Linked DNA regions of Mus musculus: region 2 is linked to region 1. The links are chromatin contacts, called in public HiChIP or PLAC-seq maps. All regions are on one chromosome and are shown on one strand. Each heading gives the region's core, a stretch centred on a gene start, on an enhancer-like site or on the middle of the called end of the contact. The rest is flanking DNA. Distances are from core to core; before and after follow the strand shown.

Region 1 (7,885 bases), core at 1,688-4,187:
ACTTGTTTCTGATCTACTAGTACCTATCAAAGCACAGACACAAAAGACAATGTATCTATATCCCCAGGCTACAGCAAAGCTGTGTTGGCTCTACTCAAAGACTTAAAGCCTTCTTGTACTTTCTACAGAGTTCACAGTCTATCCCAGGGGCCCTTTCTAACCCGCTGTGTCCATCTGTGCAAAGTCCCCTGGGGAGTGGGGGGAGGTCTTGCAGCTTCTCATGTGCCACATGACCTTCAAGTCTTTTCATGCACTCTTGCTCTCAAATGGACATGATAAACTTCTATCTTGTGTCCATCAGGAGGGCTGCCAGTAGTTAGTTCCCCATGTCCTCAGTCCTTCCAGAAGATGCCTGCATGACTACAAGTCCCACAACAGATCATCTTTTTTCTTCATTCTTTCAGCCCTGATTTAAGCCAGCTTCCTGCAAGATGGCTAAGTCCTTCAGATATGGCTACTATCCACTGAAGACAGGGATCATCAGGGCCAGTGACAATACCAACTTTGCTAGGTGTGTGTGGGGTCTGTTCTGCTAAACCCCACTGTTCTGCTAAACCTCACTGCTCCCAGGAAACACATTAGGCCACACCCTAATCTAACTGGCTTGACTGCAGCAGAATACTACTATTCTAAGGGCTTTTTCCCCCAACCCCCATTTTCCAGATGGAGAAGTTGAAGTTCTAAGCCAAGATGAGTTTTTTTTTTTTATTCAAATCTGTTCAGAATTTGTTTGTAAATATTCTACAAGGAAACCTAGGCTTTTTATCTGGGTCTTTCCAGGCATAACCAAATGCTTGTTAGGAGCTGGTTTGTTCTGGATTCTCCTTTACACTCCCTAGTTCTACAACTACAGCCAGTTCTGCAATCTCTTCTTTCCTCTCTGTCTTGTGCCGGGGCCAAGCTACCTGTGATCCCTTCCAAACCACCACAGTCAACCGCAGGAATCCAGAGGGAACCCACAGGTGGGACCCTAGGATGGGAGCTGTGGGGCAGAATTGGTAGGGAGAACCAATACAATACAACCATGAAGAGTGAGGGATGTGGGGAGTCTGGCTTAATGACAGATTGGCTGGGAGTGGTGTATATGGGAGTGGGGGTGTCAAGCAGAGGGGGTTGTCAATCAGAGCACTCATCCTTTCACACACACCCCCCCTGTCTTCTTCACATTTTAACCCTTCTGAAAATATTCCTTAAAGAGGTGCTTGCTTTTGGCAGGTCTGACCCAGTCTGAGCAGATCCCACATGCTAGGAGGAAGCTGTTTTATTTTGACCAAACATTGGTGGTGGGTAAAAGAACTCACAGGGCTCTCAGAAACTGGCCTTGATGAGCACCTTAGATGGCAGCACTGTCTATATCATCTGAGGCCAACAGATGCCATAGGCTCAAGGATGCTGGTCCTACCAGTCTGGTCAGACTTTAGGATTGGGGCCAGGAGCCGCTGGAAGATCTCACTCCCCATGGTATGTATAGGGAGGTGCCATTGATTTGGAGATGGGCACTGGTTCCTTTTGGGACACTGGTGTAGGAAAGAATGTCCTTCCTATTAAAAAGGATAAGAAAGAGAGAGGGGGGGGAGAGATTTGTGGTAGGTAGATCTTAGGCCCTGACACGCCCTGGAGTCCCAACTCAAAGAGAATGGGGTGGAAGGGACAGGCTAGGTGCTGGGGACAGAGCTTGCCACCTCACAATCTTCTGTCTTTTGTCTGAGTTAGGAGGTCTGTTGAGGGTACTGGGCTCAAGAAGGTGTATAGAAGTTCTCATGTGTGTGTGTGTGTGTGTGTGTGTGTGTGTGAGAGAGAGAGAGAGAGAGAGAGAGAGAGATGGGGGGGGGAGAGCACTCATGGGCCTGGGTCTGGGTTGGGCCCTTAGGTTCCTGTATATTTAGGGGTATCTAAATGACCCCACTCTGTATCAGAAAGATGGATGGGGAGGGTGTGTCTATGGGGGATGGGATTCAGCACTATCTTTTGGTCTTTTGGGAAGTCCTGAGTGTTCATTTCTTCAGGAAGATGCCATCTAGATGGCTCAAGATCAGCAACAGTGTATAGTCTTCTCAGAAGACTAGAAGTGATGTTTTTTTTGTTTTTGTTTTTATTGGAGCCCTTGAGCAGGAGGGGTGCCAAGTGAGCAGGCTGAGCTGATGTCTCTGGATTCAGTTGGGAATCTTTCCGTTTAAGAGGTGAGGCATGGGTTTCTGTGGAGTCAGAAAGAAAGAGTATAGGGCTCTGATCTTGGTCTCCTTGGAGAGGATGAGGGTGTAGGCCAGACACAGAAGACAGGAAGCCAAGTGGGAGGTTTAGGGGGATGTAAAGGCAAGAGATGTGCAGATGGGAGGGGTCCTGGGACTCGGGGTGGTGGTGGTGGTGGTTGTGGATTGGAAAGGAGACGCTCATGGTGTGTGTGTGTGGGGGGGGGCAGGTCTGCAGACTGGGGGATGGGGAAGCCCTGGACAGATTCTAACAGAGGAGTCTTGGGAAAGATGTACAGAGGTCCTGAGCCTGTGGGGGACGTCGCGAAGAGACACTGGGTCTTAGGAGCCCTGGGAGGGATCCTGAGGGGATCGGGAAGGAGGGTGGGCGGAGGCCGGAGTTCCAGGGTCCGGGACTGGGAATGCCAAGGCTCCCAGCGTGGATTCTGGAGGCGAGGCGACCCCAGGTCACGCTCCTGGTTTGGCTTCCCCGCGGGGCCCCGCAGCACTGACGCCCCCAAGGAGAAGAGGCCCGGTTCGGGCCGCCCTACCTGCGCCGAGAGCGCCTCCATCGCCGCGCCGAGCCTCGCTGTCCCTGCGCTGTGTCGTCCGATGCCCCGACCCACGGTCACGTCTGCTCGAGGGTCCCGCAAACCCCGCGGCCCGGCCCCTTTCAATCAGCCACCCCCGGGGACCGCGGCCGTCGCTGGCTCCGCCACTGCCATTTCACCCGCTGACAGGAGCCGCTGCCCCGCCCCCCGCCCCCCAGCCCAGTCAACCAATTCACCGCCCCCTTAGGCCTTTGGCTCCGCCCACTGTAGAAGAATGACATAAGACCTGACCAATCCATAGCCACCCCGTGAGGCGGACCCTGGCTACGGTTCTCTGAGGAGAGGAGCGAATTGAAATGAGAGAATCTGTGATGGACATCTAATTTTACCTATCAAAATAAGTAATAATATTGATCGACACCTAAACTACTAATAGTGATGGGCGAGAGGTGTGCCTCGGAAGGAAAGCTGAGGCCTTGAGCAACCCTTAGCTGAAAGCACTAAGCCCCGCCCAGAGCTGGAATTCTACCCAATCATGAGAGGTTCTGAGCCGTCCATTACTATCTGCTCTTCAAACCTCGTCCCTGGTAACTGTTGAGATGGGAGGGGTGTGCTGTGAAAGAGATCCTGACTTCTAAGCAGTCAGCGACACTGATGGAAGGCGGGCTCTTGTATTTGACCAATGGAGTCGTGAGACTGGGAATGAGGTTGGCGTCCTGGGCGGTAGGACTTAAGGCCATGGGCTGAATGAAATGGAGGAGTTAATGAGGAGGCGTGTCTCGGTGCAAGGATAGGCGGGACCAGACAAGGGCCGGGCTCCTGGCTTGGGTTTTAGATCGGGCGTATGCAGAAGGCCTCTCTTCAGAGCCAGCATCTCTGTGGTGGCCGGGTGGTTAGGTCAGGTCCTACCCTTGCTGGGTGAATCTGGCATCAAAACGCCGATTGCATCCTTCATTTGCCCCAACCATTATCTCTCCTGGGACGGGGCGGGGCGGGGCGGGGATGGGGTATAGAGCGGCGGAGGGGGTGTCAGGTCTCCTTTGGGTCCAGAGCCGCACACGTGAGAGCTGCTTTAAAGGCTTGAAGAATGAATGAATGAATGGGACCTTGGTTCTTTTGCCGACTCCCCCTTGTCCTCGTTTTTTTCCTCCTCCCCTTTCTCCTTCCACTTTGTTTTTATTTTTTTTTTATTTTAATTTTTGAGACAGAGTCTATTGTAGTCTTAGGATGACCTCAAAATTTTCTGTGTAGCAGAGGGTGACTTTGAACTCCAGATCCTCCCACTTTTCACCTTCCACTCACCACCTTGGCCAGATCCTAGATTCTTTTAATAAGTAAGTGAGGGCAGAGAGCATGTATGACCCATCATTGACAGCTACAAGACTTGAGAAGAGGATGACTCCAGGGTGTGGGTTATGGGCCTTGGACAGGGTGGGGCAAGGAAGGATGTGTCATAGAAGGAAAGCTGAGATCATAGGTTCAGCAGGGGGAGTGGTTCCCCTCTGGAGGAGACTGATGAGTAGTGGAGTACAGCCTGATTCACAAAAGGCTACAAAAAAGTTCAGCATGATGGCTGAAGATCGGGGGGGGGGGGGGGGGACACGAGGGGAAACAGAGGAGTCTATTCAGAATAGGGACTGTCAGGATTTCTAAGGTTTGAGATCTTAACCTTTTGTATAGTCAGGGCTTCTATTTGATACTAACAGTTGACAGTCACATGGATTTTTAAATTTTTAATTTTGTTTTTGTTTTTGTTTTGTTTTGTTTTGTTTTTTGAGACAGGGTTTCTCTGTATAGCCCTGGCTGTCCTGGAACTCACTCTGTAGACCAGGCTGTCCTGGAACTCAGAAATCTGCCTGCCTCTGCCTCCTGAGTGCTGGGATTAAAGGCAAGCGCCACCACGCCCGGCTTAAAATTTATGAGATAGGGTCTCACCACAGCTCAAGCTGGCTTCCAACTCGCAGCGCATTTGACTGGTGTCAAACTCAGAATTTTCCTACCTTAGTTTCCAGAGTGCATGGATGTGTATTATAGTGTTGATCTCATACACTCTCCCTCTTTTATCTATATTGCCCCATTAAAATTTTGAAACTGTTAAGAAAAACTAGACTATTACTAAATACTCAGGTGATTGAAAACCTCATTCCATCCACATTTCTGTATTCCTTTCCCTCATCTAAAAAAAAAAAAGAGAAGAAAAGAAAAGAAAAGGAAAGAAAAGTTCTTCTACAGCCCGTTTGTGTGCTGTGCTATTTAACAGCATCAAGTTGAAATCAACCTCCTGCGGAGGATGCAGCTCAGTTGGTAGAGTGCCTACCTAACTAACATGCACGAAGCCCCAGGTTTGATCCTAGCACGTTGGTAAAAAAAGATATAGTAGTAAACACCTGTAGTCCCCAGCTCAGGGAGGTGAAGGCAGGAAGACAAGTTCGAGGCCGTTCTCAGCTCCACAGTGACTCTGAGGCCAGCCTAGGTTACATGGAAGCATGGCTCAAAAGAGGAGGATAGGCACCTGAACAGTTCAGTCGGGAGTTAAGATTGATAATTGCTCTTACAGAGGACCTGAGTTCACTTCCCAGCACCCACATCTGGTGGCTGACAACTACCTGTAACTCCAGTTCTAGGATATCCTCTTATGCCTCTTTTGGCCTCTTAGTACAGTGAAATTATTTTGAAAAAAAAATTAAAAATTTCTTATCTATATGTTTCTATCTATCTATCTATCTATCTTTTTTTTTTTTTTTTGAGACAGGGTCTTACTATGTAGCCCAGGCTGTCCTGAAGCTTGTTCTATATACCAGGCTGGGATTGAACTCACAGGGATCTGCCTGACTCTGCCTCCCAAGTGATGTGATTAAACGAATGCACCACCGCAATCCAGCTTTTATTTTAAAAAAATTTTTTTAAATTAGTTCAGTTTGTCTTCATGTCACCTGAAGAGGCCAGAAGAAGTAATTGGCCCCTCTGCAGTTGGACAAGCTGCTGTGAGCTACCCTACCTGAAGGCTGTGAAGCAAACAGGTTCTGTGGAATACAGCAAGTACTCTTAATCACCGAGCCACCTCTTTAATTGCTAAAAAGAAATTTTGGGAAATCTGAGGATGTAGCTCAATAGTTGAAAACTTGCTAAGCATATATGAGACCAAAGCCTTCATCCCCAGTGCCACAAAAAAGTTTTTTCCCCCCTTTTGGGACAAGACCTCATTTAGCTCAGGGTGGTCATACACTCAGTAGCCAAGGATACCTTTGATCTTCTGACTCTCCCGTGTCCACCTCTTAAGAGCTTTAAATACAGGCAGTGCCACCAGTTAGGTTTTATATGGTGCTGGGCTTGAACTCACAGCTTCATGCATGCTAGGCAAGCACTATACCAACTAAACCACACCCCCAGCCTAGTTAATTTTTATTGTTTTGAGATGGGGTGGTGGTGTCTGTTCCTCAGGCTGGCCTGAAACTCCAGGGCTCAGGGGATCCTTTGGGTTCAACCTTCCAAACAGCAGGGCTTTAGGCATGTGTCATGGTACTCTCCATGTACATAGTCACTTGTATCAGGAACACTGTTTTCTCTTAGCAGATCATTGCATCCACACTGAGGCCTTTCCTGACTTGACTCACCCCAAATAGGGAATCCACAACAGACCAAAGTAACAATTTGACTCAAGTCAGCTTGGTGAACCATTGAGGTTTTCTTGGGGTTACTTACAGGAGCCAGGACGACTCAGAGGCAGCTGTGTTACCAGAACAACACCCCAGTATGGCTGAGGACTCCAGGAAGCTGCCACCTGAGAGCTCTCTGCAGGACTTGTAGGCAGTGCTGTAAGTGGGTCAGAGCCCTATTCTCCGTCTGCAGCAGCAGGTGTTATCGTGACCTTGGAGGAGGGACCCTGGTGAAACTTGTTCCATTTCACCTTTCCCAGACTTGTTCTCTTACTTCCTGAGTCTTGAAAACCTCCTTCCTCTTTCCTGGAGGGTGGAAACGGCTGTGTGACAAGGGGGTTATTTCTATACTCTCAGGCCCTGTACCATCTACGTACGATTCACTCGCTAAGATCCCCACGCTCTTTGTTGTTTGGTTTTTATTTTTATTTCATGTGTATGGGTGTTTTGTCTGCATGTATATCTGTGCACCTTGTGTGTACCTGGTACCCAGAGCGGCCACAAGAAAGCACTGGATTCTTTGGACTGGGTGTACAGATGAGCTGACCTGTGGGTGTTGGGAAATAAATTTGGGTCTTCTGGAAAAGCAGAATGTCTCTGTGTGCTCTGTGTGTGTGTGTGTTTAGGTTGTAGGACACCTTTTAGTAGTTTTCTGTTTCTAGCATGTGGATTGTAGGATTGAACTCAGTACCCCAGACTTAGTAGTAAGCACTTTTACTCACTAAGGCATTGTGATGAACCCTACTAAAAATTTTTTTTTTAGTTAAAAAAAATTTTTTTTGTGACTTTAATTTTAAAAATTTTTTAACGTCTATTTTTAATGATGGTTCTTAAATGCTTTAACCTCCTTTTTTAGCCCACCACCCACCATCAGCAGTCCAGTTCAGTAGAGTCTAGTTAGCAACAGCGCTGACATGACCTAGCAGAGTCAGCCAGGCCTCAGCCTTGGGACCAGAGGGATGCCAGGAGAAGTTCTTGGCTATGCCTCTCTCAGGGAAGCAAAGATCAGTGAAGAGACCCACAAGTGTTGCACAGCAAATTCTACAAGCAAGCCTAGTTTAGCCTCTGTCACTTATCCAGAGAGTCCTATTTGTACTCTCCAAACAGCATATGTCCTCCACGGGTCTTGTCTCAACATATGTCTTGCCTCAGCTGACATCACTCTGCCAATCAGCCCAAGTCTGCGGGAGCGGCAAGAGACTGTAGCACACCACCAGAAGTTTTTGGTGTTTCTTTCTATGGAACTGAACTCCTCAATGTAAGGTGTACCAATACATGCATATCATTAGCAAAGAATCCATCATCGCATGTCCTTTCACGAGCTTGCTTTAACAGAACATCCTCTCTCCTGTGTCTGCTTCAGTGAAACGTTCCTTCATGAGTCTGCCTTAGTCTTTCACTGTACCCACTTCAGCTAAACATTCCTTCACATGTTTGCCCCAGCAAAACATCATCCAACTTATTTTCCAAAGAACCCTCAAGTTTCCAC
Region 2 (6,902 bases), core at 3,655-6,154, 200 kb before region 1:
GGCTAAGATCAAAAATTCAGGTGACAGCAGATGCTGGCGTGGATGTGGAGAAAGAGGAACACTCCTCCATTGTTGGTGGGAGTGCAGGCTTATACAACCACTCTGGAAATCAGTCTGGTGGTTCCTCAGAAAATTGGACATAGTACTACCGGAGGATCCAGCAATACCTCTCCTGGGCATATATCCAGAAGATGCCCCAACTGGTAAGAAGGACACATGCTCCACTATGTTCATAGCAGCCTTATTTATAATAGCCAGAAGCTGGAAAGAACCTAGATGCCCCTCAACAGAGGAATGGATACAGAAAATGTGGTACATCTACACAATGGAGTACTACTCAGCTATTAAAAAGAATGAATTTATGAAATTCCTAGCCAAATGGATGGACCTGGAGGGCATCATCCTGAGTGAGGTAACACATTCACAAAGAAACTCACACAATATGTACTCACTGATAAGTGGATATTAGCCCCAAACCTAGGATACCCAAGATATAAGATATAATCTGCTAAACACATGAAACTCAAGAAGAATGAAGACTGAAGTGTGGACACTATGCCCCTCCTTAGATTTGGGAACAAAACACCCATGGAAGGAGTTACAGAGACAAAGTTTGGAGCTGAGATGAAAGGATGGACCATGTAGAGACTGCAATATCCAGGGATCCACCCCATAATCAGCATCCAAACGCGGACACCATTGCATACACTAGCAAGATTTTATTGAAAGGACCCAGATGTAGCTGTCTCTTGTGAGACTATGCCGGGGCCTAGCAAACACAGAAGTGGATGCTCACAGTCAGCTAATGGATGGATCATAGGGCTCCCAATGGAGGAGCTAGAGAAAGTAGCCAAGGAGCTAAAGGGATCTGCAACCCTACAGGTGGAACAACATTATGAACTAACCAGTACCCCAGAGCTCTTGACTCTAGCTGCATATATATCAAAAGATGGCCTAGTCGGCCATCACTGAAAAGAGAGGCCCATTGGACTTGCAAACTTTATATGCCCCAGTACAGGGGAACACCAGGGCCAAAAAGGGGGAGTGGGTGGGCAGGGGAGTGGGGGTGGGTGGATATGGGGGACTTTTGGTATAGCATTGGAAATGTAAATGAGCTAAATACCTAATAAAAAATGGAAAAAAAAAGAAAATGTGGTACATTTACACAATGGAATACTACTCAGCTATTAAAAAAATGAATTTATGAAATTCCTAGGCAAATGGATGGACCTGGAGGGTATCATCCTGAGTGAAGTAACCCAATCACAAAGGAACTCGCACAATATGTACTCTCTGATAAGTGGATAATAGCCCAGAAACTTAGGATACCCAAGATATAAGATACAACTTGCCAAACGCATGAAATTCAAGAAGAACGAAGACCAAAGTGTGGACACTTTACCCTTTCTTACAAATGGGAACAAAACACCCATGGAAGGAGTTACAGAGACAAAGTTTGGAGCTGCGACAAAAGGATGGACCATCTAGAGACTGCCTTATCTAGGGATCCATCCCATAATCAGCTTCCAAATGCTGACACCATTGCATACACTAGCAAGATTTCGCTGAAAGGACCCAGATATAGCTGTCTCTTGTGAGACTATGCTGGGGCCTAGCAAACACAGAAGTGGGTGATCACAGTCAGCTATTGGATGGATCACAGGGCCCCTAATGGAGGAGCTAGAGAAATTACCCAAGGAGCTAAAGAGAACTGCAACCCTATAGGTGGAACAACAATATGAACTAACCAGTACCTGGGAGCTCTTGTCTTTAGCTGCATATGTATCAAAAGATGGCCTAGTTGGCCGTCACTGCAAAGAGAGGCCCATTGGACTTGCAAACTTTATATGCCCCAGTACAGGGGAACGCCAGGGCCAAAAAGGGGGAGTGGGTGGGTAGGGGAGTGGGGGTGGGTGGATATGGGGAACCTTTGGGATAGCATTGAAAATGTAAATGAGGAAAATACTTAATTAAAAAAAAAGTTCAATTATAAAAAAAAAAAAAGTCCCTGGAATGATTTAAAAAAAAAAACTCTCAGTCATGCTCAATTTGACCACCTGAGGGCAGTATGTGTTCCATGATAGCTACTAATGTGTCCCAAAACATTTGTAGGTCATGTCATGTTGCAATGTCAAAAGAATGGGTGCCTTTGAATCTAGATGCTGGTGGGATTTTTATTTTCATATTTCCTGTGCATGGTTAGGTGGGCCCACTAGATCTTCTGGCCACCGCTTGGTCAAAACGACTTGCTAGCTAGTAAGACTATTTGGCCAGTGCAGCTTTACCTTAGGCCCTTCAACCTATTTGCTGCCCCGTTATGAGCTGTCTTTCCCTAGTCAGAAGCTGATGGACCCTAATGGCTCTTCTTGGGTTTGTTTGTTTGCCTTTGAAAATGCTCTGTGGGTTGGGGAGATGGCTCAGTGGGTAAAATGCCTGCCGTTCAAGCATGAGGGCATATGTAAAAAGCCAGGTGTAGTGTCATGCAGAGCAGGTGGGTCCTGGGGGGCTCATGGGCCAGCTAATCTAGCTGAGTCTTCAAGATCTACGTTCAATGAGAGACCCTGTCTCAAAATAAAAATAATGTGAAGTCTAATTAAGATACTGGACCTTGACTCCCTACACATTTGTAGCAAATGTGCAGCGTGGACTTCATTCGGGTCCCCTAACAAGCAGAGTACAGGCTGTCTAGGTCTTTGTTCCCTGCCATTGGATCTCCTTCCCCCTACCTGGCCTGCCGGGTTGGGGTTCAGTGGGAGAGGTTATGCCTAGTCCTGCTGACACTAGATATCCCAGGATGAGGTGGCTTGCCCAAGGGGAAAGCTCCTTCTCTTAGAAGAATGGATGGGGAATAGGGGGAAGGATTTGTAAGGGTGAGAATGGGAAGAGAGGAGGGAGGGGGCTTTGATCAGGATGTAAAGTGAATACAAAAATAATACTAATAAATAAAGCTGGTCTGGAAAGATGGCTCAGTGAAACCTACATGTAAATAGATGCTCCCAATTAATCGTAGCACCAGAGAGGCTACATAGAGGAACTCTGGAGCAAGCTATCTATCTACACTAGCCTATGAACTCTGGGTTCAGCTGTAAATCCTTACACTAATAAACGAAGTAGGAAGTGATGAGAAAGACACCCAGTATCAACTTCTACCTCTGTTACATTGACACATCATCATGATCAACTCTAGGTTCCCATGAGACCACTCAGTGCTGTACAAGCTCTGTGGAGAAACATGCAATCATGTATCGCTTGACAAAGAGAATACTTGAGAAATAGACCTAGAGGTAGAAGATTGCGGCAATGTGGAAGAAGTAGGCCAAAGGTAAGTCAGGGTAAAGGTGGGGAGTCTAGAAGATAGTTTATGGGGACCGTGTAGGGTCCCCATGATCAGAGAGTCAGCCTCCCCACAGTCTCTCAGTGCACACGCTGGGGGATCCTTGCTTTATTTGCTGCAGACCTGGATGAATGTGCCATCTAACAGCATTGTTGTGGCCCAAAGGCTGACTGCCTCCATGCCCTGAGCTCTTACCACTGCACCTGCCAACCAGGATTTGTTGGAGATGGCTTATTCTCTAAAGGTGAAGTGGAGGGCAGGGCCCGAATGGAACCACCACAGGGCCAGGATTGTCCTTCCCCTTCCCCATGGGAGTTAGAGATTTTAAGTGCTTAGGTCACAGAGCCACCCTCTGTATGGCCTCCCATCTTACCTGCACTCACATACAGGTGCACATATACGTGGAGGCCAGAGGTTAACTTCAAGTATCCATCCTCAGGAGTCATCCACCTTGGGCTGGTGGTTGGTTGTGTTGTTTGTTATGTGTTCATGCAGTATTTCTGGTTGAGACACCTAGGATTTGCCAATTAAGCTAGACTGGTTTGCCAGTGACCTCCAGGGATCCTGGGATCTCCATTTCCCAGAACTTGGATTATACATTTGTGCCACCACACCTGGCATTTTTCTACTGAGTGCTGGGTGTCAAACTCTAATTCTTACATTTGATTGACACTTTACCAACTGAGCTATCTCCTAGCCTCTGTGTTATTTCATCTTTGCTATCCAGTTCTTCCAGTACTAGTTTTTCCTTACAATCTGCACCACCATAGTCAACCTAATCCCTTCTTGTTCCCTTTCGGTGAATAACTAAGTCCCCTCTCTGTGTTGTATCAAAATGGAGTCCATATGTCAACAACCACCTTCCCACTCCTAATCTTCCATCAGGGCTATTTGCCTATTCAGAGTTAACGTCTGAGTTCCTTTGATAGACAATTGAATATGAGGATGCAGAATCTGTGGATAGAGAGGGTTGACTATGTTTGTGCACATGAAGAGCTAGCTATACTCACATGGTTACCATACTCATATAGATTCATGCATCCCAGTGGGCACATGTGTATGTGCACACCAACTTCCACATTTACTGCTATTTGTTGCTGTGCTGCTGGCCTTTAGTTTTCAGTGAGGGCGGAATGGTTGCCAAGGATCCTGAAGTGGACAGACACAGCATGCTGTGGAGTGGGGGGTATTGCAGTGGTTTTGCCTGTAATGCCCACTGCTTCCAAGAGGTGTCAGTAAGAGCATACATCTGAGCCACGCTCCTCAGCAAAGAGACTTCCCTAAAGCAAGGGCAGAGACTGAAATAGCTTTCTCTGAAATGTAACACCAGATCAGTCCACAAGCATATAAATGAAAGGACACAGGCACAGCAGGGCCCACAGTGGGGGGGAAAGTAAGCACAGATAACCCTTTGTAGAATTAGATACATCATCCAGCCTGGGGTGGCCTGCTGTGGAGGTCCATTGCCCAGCTGCCAGAACCATGAAGGCACTTCAGAAGAGTTCAAATAAAGAAAGGTTTGTCATCTACACACAGAGTCCTCTCAAAGACAGCCAGATACAGGAAGTACATTGGAAGCCAGCGGAAGCCACTTCTGAAGCCACTCCTTGCTCTCTTTCTGTCCTAGCTGGATACCTTCTCTGTAACTCCACAGATTCTGGCAAGTTTTGGAAACATACTTTTTTGGGAATTAAAAAAAAAAAAAAAGACCCTTGCTTATAAGACCAATCAGCTGGGCTGCCTCTGAATCACGTTAGGGCTCTAGAGCCTGATTATTATCTGCCTGACTTGCTTGCTGGGCCTTCAAGGCAAGCATCTGATCCCTTAACTGCTCTGTGTGTGTGTGTGTGTGTGTGTGTGTGTGTGTGTGTGTGTGTGTGTGTTTGTGTGTGTTATTTTTGGTATATCTGAGTGTCCTGTGTGTGTGTGTGTGTGTGTTATTTTTGGTATATCTGAGTGTCCTGTGTGTGTGTGTGTGTGTGTGTGTGTGTGTATGTTTTCATGGATATATACCACATCTGAAAACAAGAAGTGAACATCATTGTCTTATTTTCTTCCTCTCTTTTCTTTACTACTTTTATTTGGTGGTAGTGGTGGTGATTGTATCTATGTACGCAGACATAAACACAACGTGGATGTGGAAGTCAGTGAGCAGCTTGTAGGGATTAATTCTCTCTCCTTCCACCACGTGGTTCCAGGGAATCAAACTTAGGACTTCAGGTATGTGTAGCAAAGGGTCTACCTGCTGAGCCATCTGGTGGACCCTGTTCTACTCCATTTTTTGAGAGAAGGTTGCTCAATAAACCTGGAGCTTACCATTTGACTATACCACCAGCCAGCAAGCCCTTTGAACCCTCCTGTCTCCCCCTCCAGTGAAAATAGGCATGTATCACTACATTCAGCCTTTTACATGGGAACTAGGGATCTGAACTCGGATCTTCAGGCATGCACATCAAGCATTTTATTAATTGAGGCATCTTCTCAGTCTCTCATGTTTGTTTGCTTGTTTGTTTTTTATCAAAGAACGAGGGTTAGCCTTTGCTGCTATGTCCTCATCCTTAGCTGACCTTGGCCTTGTGAATAGATGACTAGACAAAGCCAAGAATCAAGCATACATGAAAATTTAGTCCCCTACCCTCTTCCATCCTTATTTACACAGTCTCCAACAACTCACCTAACAGTTCCATCCCCCTAGGTGAACCCAGTCACCCTTGACACAGAAGAACCCTTGACCCTGTACATCTCACACCTGGGCCAGGTCAAGCATATCTTGGAATTTTGGCCCGCTCTTGAAAGTCTGTAAGGCCATACCGGCTATGTTATTGTCAGAAGCAACTATCAAGATTTCTTCTGAATTAATCACCTGGATGGCCTCAGCACCCTTTAGCTAGGCCATGGGAGACCAAGACCAGGGAAATACCAGCTGGAGGCAGTGAGTATAGCAGGAGCTCAGGGCCAACCGGGGTCAGCAAGCCACGCCTTGTGGCTAACAGTCCAATTACAACTGCTGTAGAGAAGAAAAACTTTAATGTACCTGGGCTCCCATGCCTGAAAGTGAATCTGAAAGTGAAGATTCTGGCACTGAGAAGAACTGATTGGGGGAGGGGGTGCAGGGCATGCAATGGCTGACCAAGTCGAACTTCAAAACTCAGGAAGACTAGAACATTACACTATGACCTCAGATGAACCTAGTCTGTGTAAGCCTGGGGTTAAATCTGCCTGTGTGCTCTTAAATAAGTAGATGTTACCTCCTACAGGACACACATGACTCCTGTCTAGGGAACCTGGAGGATCCAAGCTGGTCTTCGGTAGCCCCAGGAGTACCTGGCCTTCAGCAATAGTGTTCTTTATCTCCTGACTTAGGAAAGAGGGGGACTTTCACACCTCTGTACGTCTGGCACAACCCCAAACCAGGCTGTCGGTGGCAGCCTCTCAGAGTTGTGATGGTTTCTCGGGTGTTCGCTTGTTTGCTGTTTGAAATTCTGGAGAACAGGCAAGTATTCAGAGTCTCCACTTGATGAAAAACGGATGCTCAGAGACATTAAGCCACACGGCCAGGATCGGATCG

Evidence for each region. HiChIP or PLAC-seq counts read pairs in DNA pulled down with a chosen protein or histone mark.
Region 2: a contact with region 1 is called in a RAD21 HiChIP or PLAC-seq map of pro-B cells, with 6 times the contacts expected there. The contact joins the enhancer-like site here to the promoter of Evi5l in region 1. A contact is called at or near these places in 8 of 39 promoter capture datasets (the C10 cell line, the HPC-7 cell line, embryonic stem cells and 2 more), 3 of 15 datasets of contacts at CTCF or cohesin (CD8 T cells, large pre-B cells and pro-B cells), 5 of 484 Hi-C or Micro-C datasets (B cells, bone marrow-derived macrophages, embryonic stem cells and 1 more), 15 of 115 datasets of contacts at active chromatin or transcription factors (Th17 cells, bone marrow-derived macrophages, embryonic stem cells and 4 more) and 3 of 9 other capture datasets (adipose tissue, embryonic stem cells and liver).

The regions. Positions count from the first base shown.
Region 1 is chr8:4,161,619-4,169,503 of GRCm38.p6, reverse strand. It overlaps Evi5l (ecotropic viral integration site 5 like), which reads right to left and starts at 2,937. Exons shown (of 20, transcript NM_001346730.2): 1 at 2,741-2,937. 4932443L11Rik (a long non-coding RNA gene) reads left to right here. Exons shown (of 5, transcript XR_003947498.1): 5 at 6,445-7,131.
Region 2 is chr8:4,368,038-4,374,939 of GRCm38.p6, reverse strand. It overlaps the pseudogene Gm7434. Among named protein-coding and RNA genes, the nearest start is that of Ccl25, 22 kb to the right of the region's middle. Within about 2 kb of position 4,904, at least 47 of the 459 cell types and tissues checked have an H3K27ac peak or open chromatin away from gene starts, as enhancers often do. A contact at or near this core is called in pro-B cells, where this site is marked.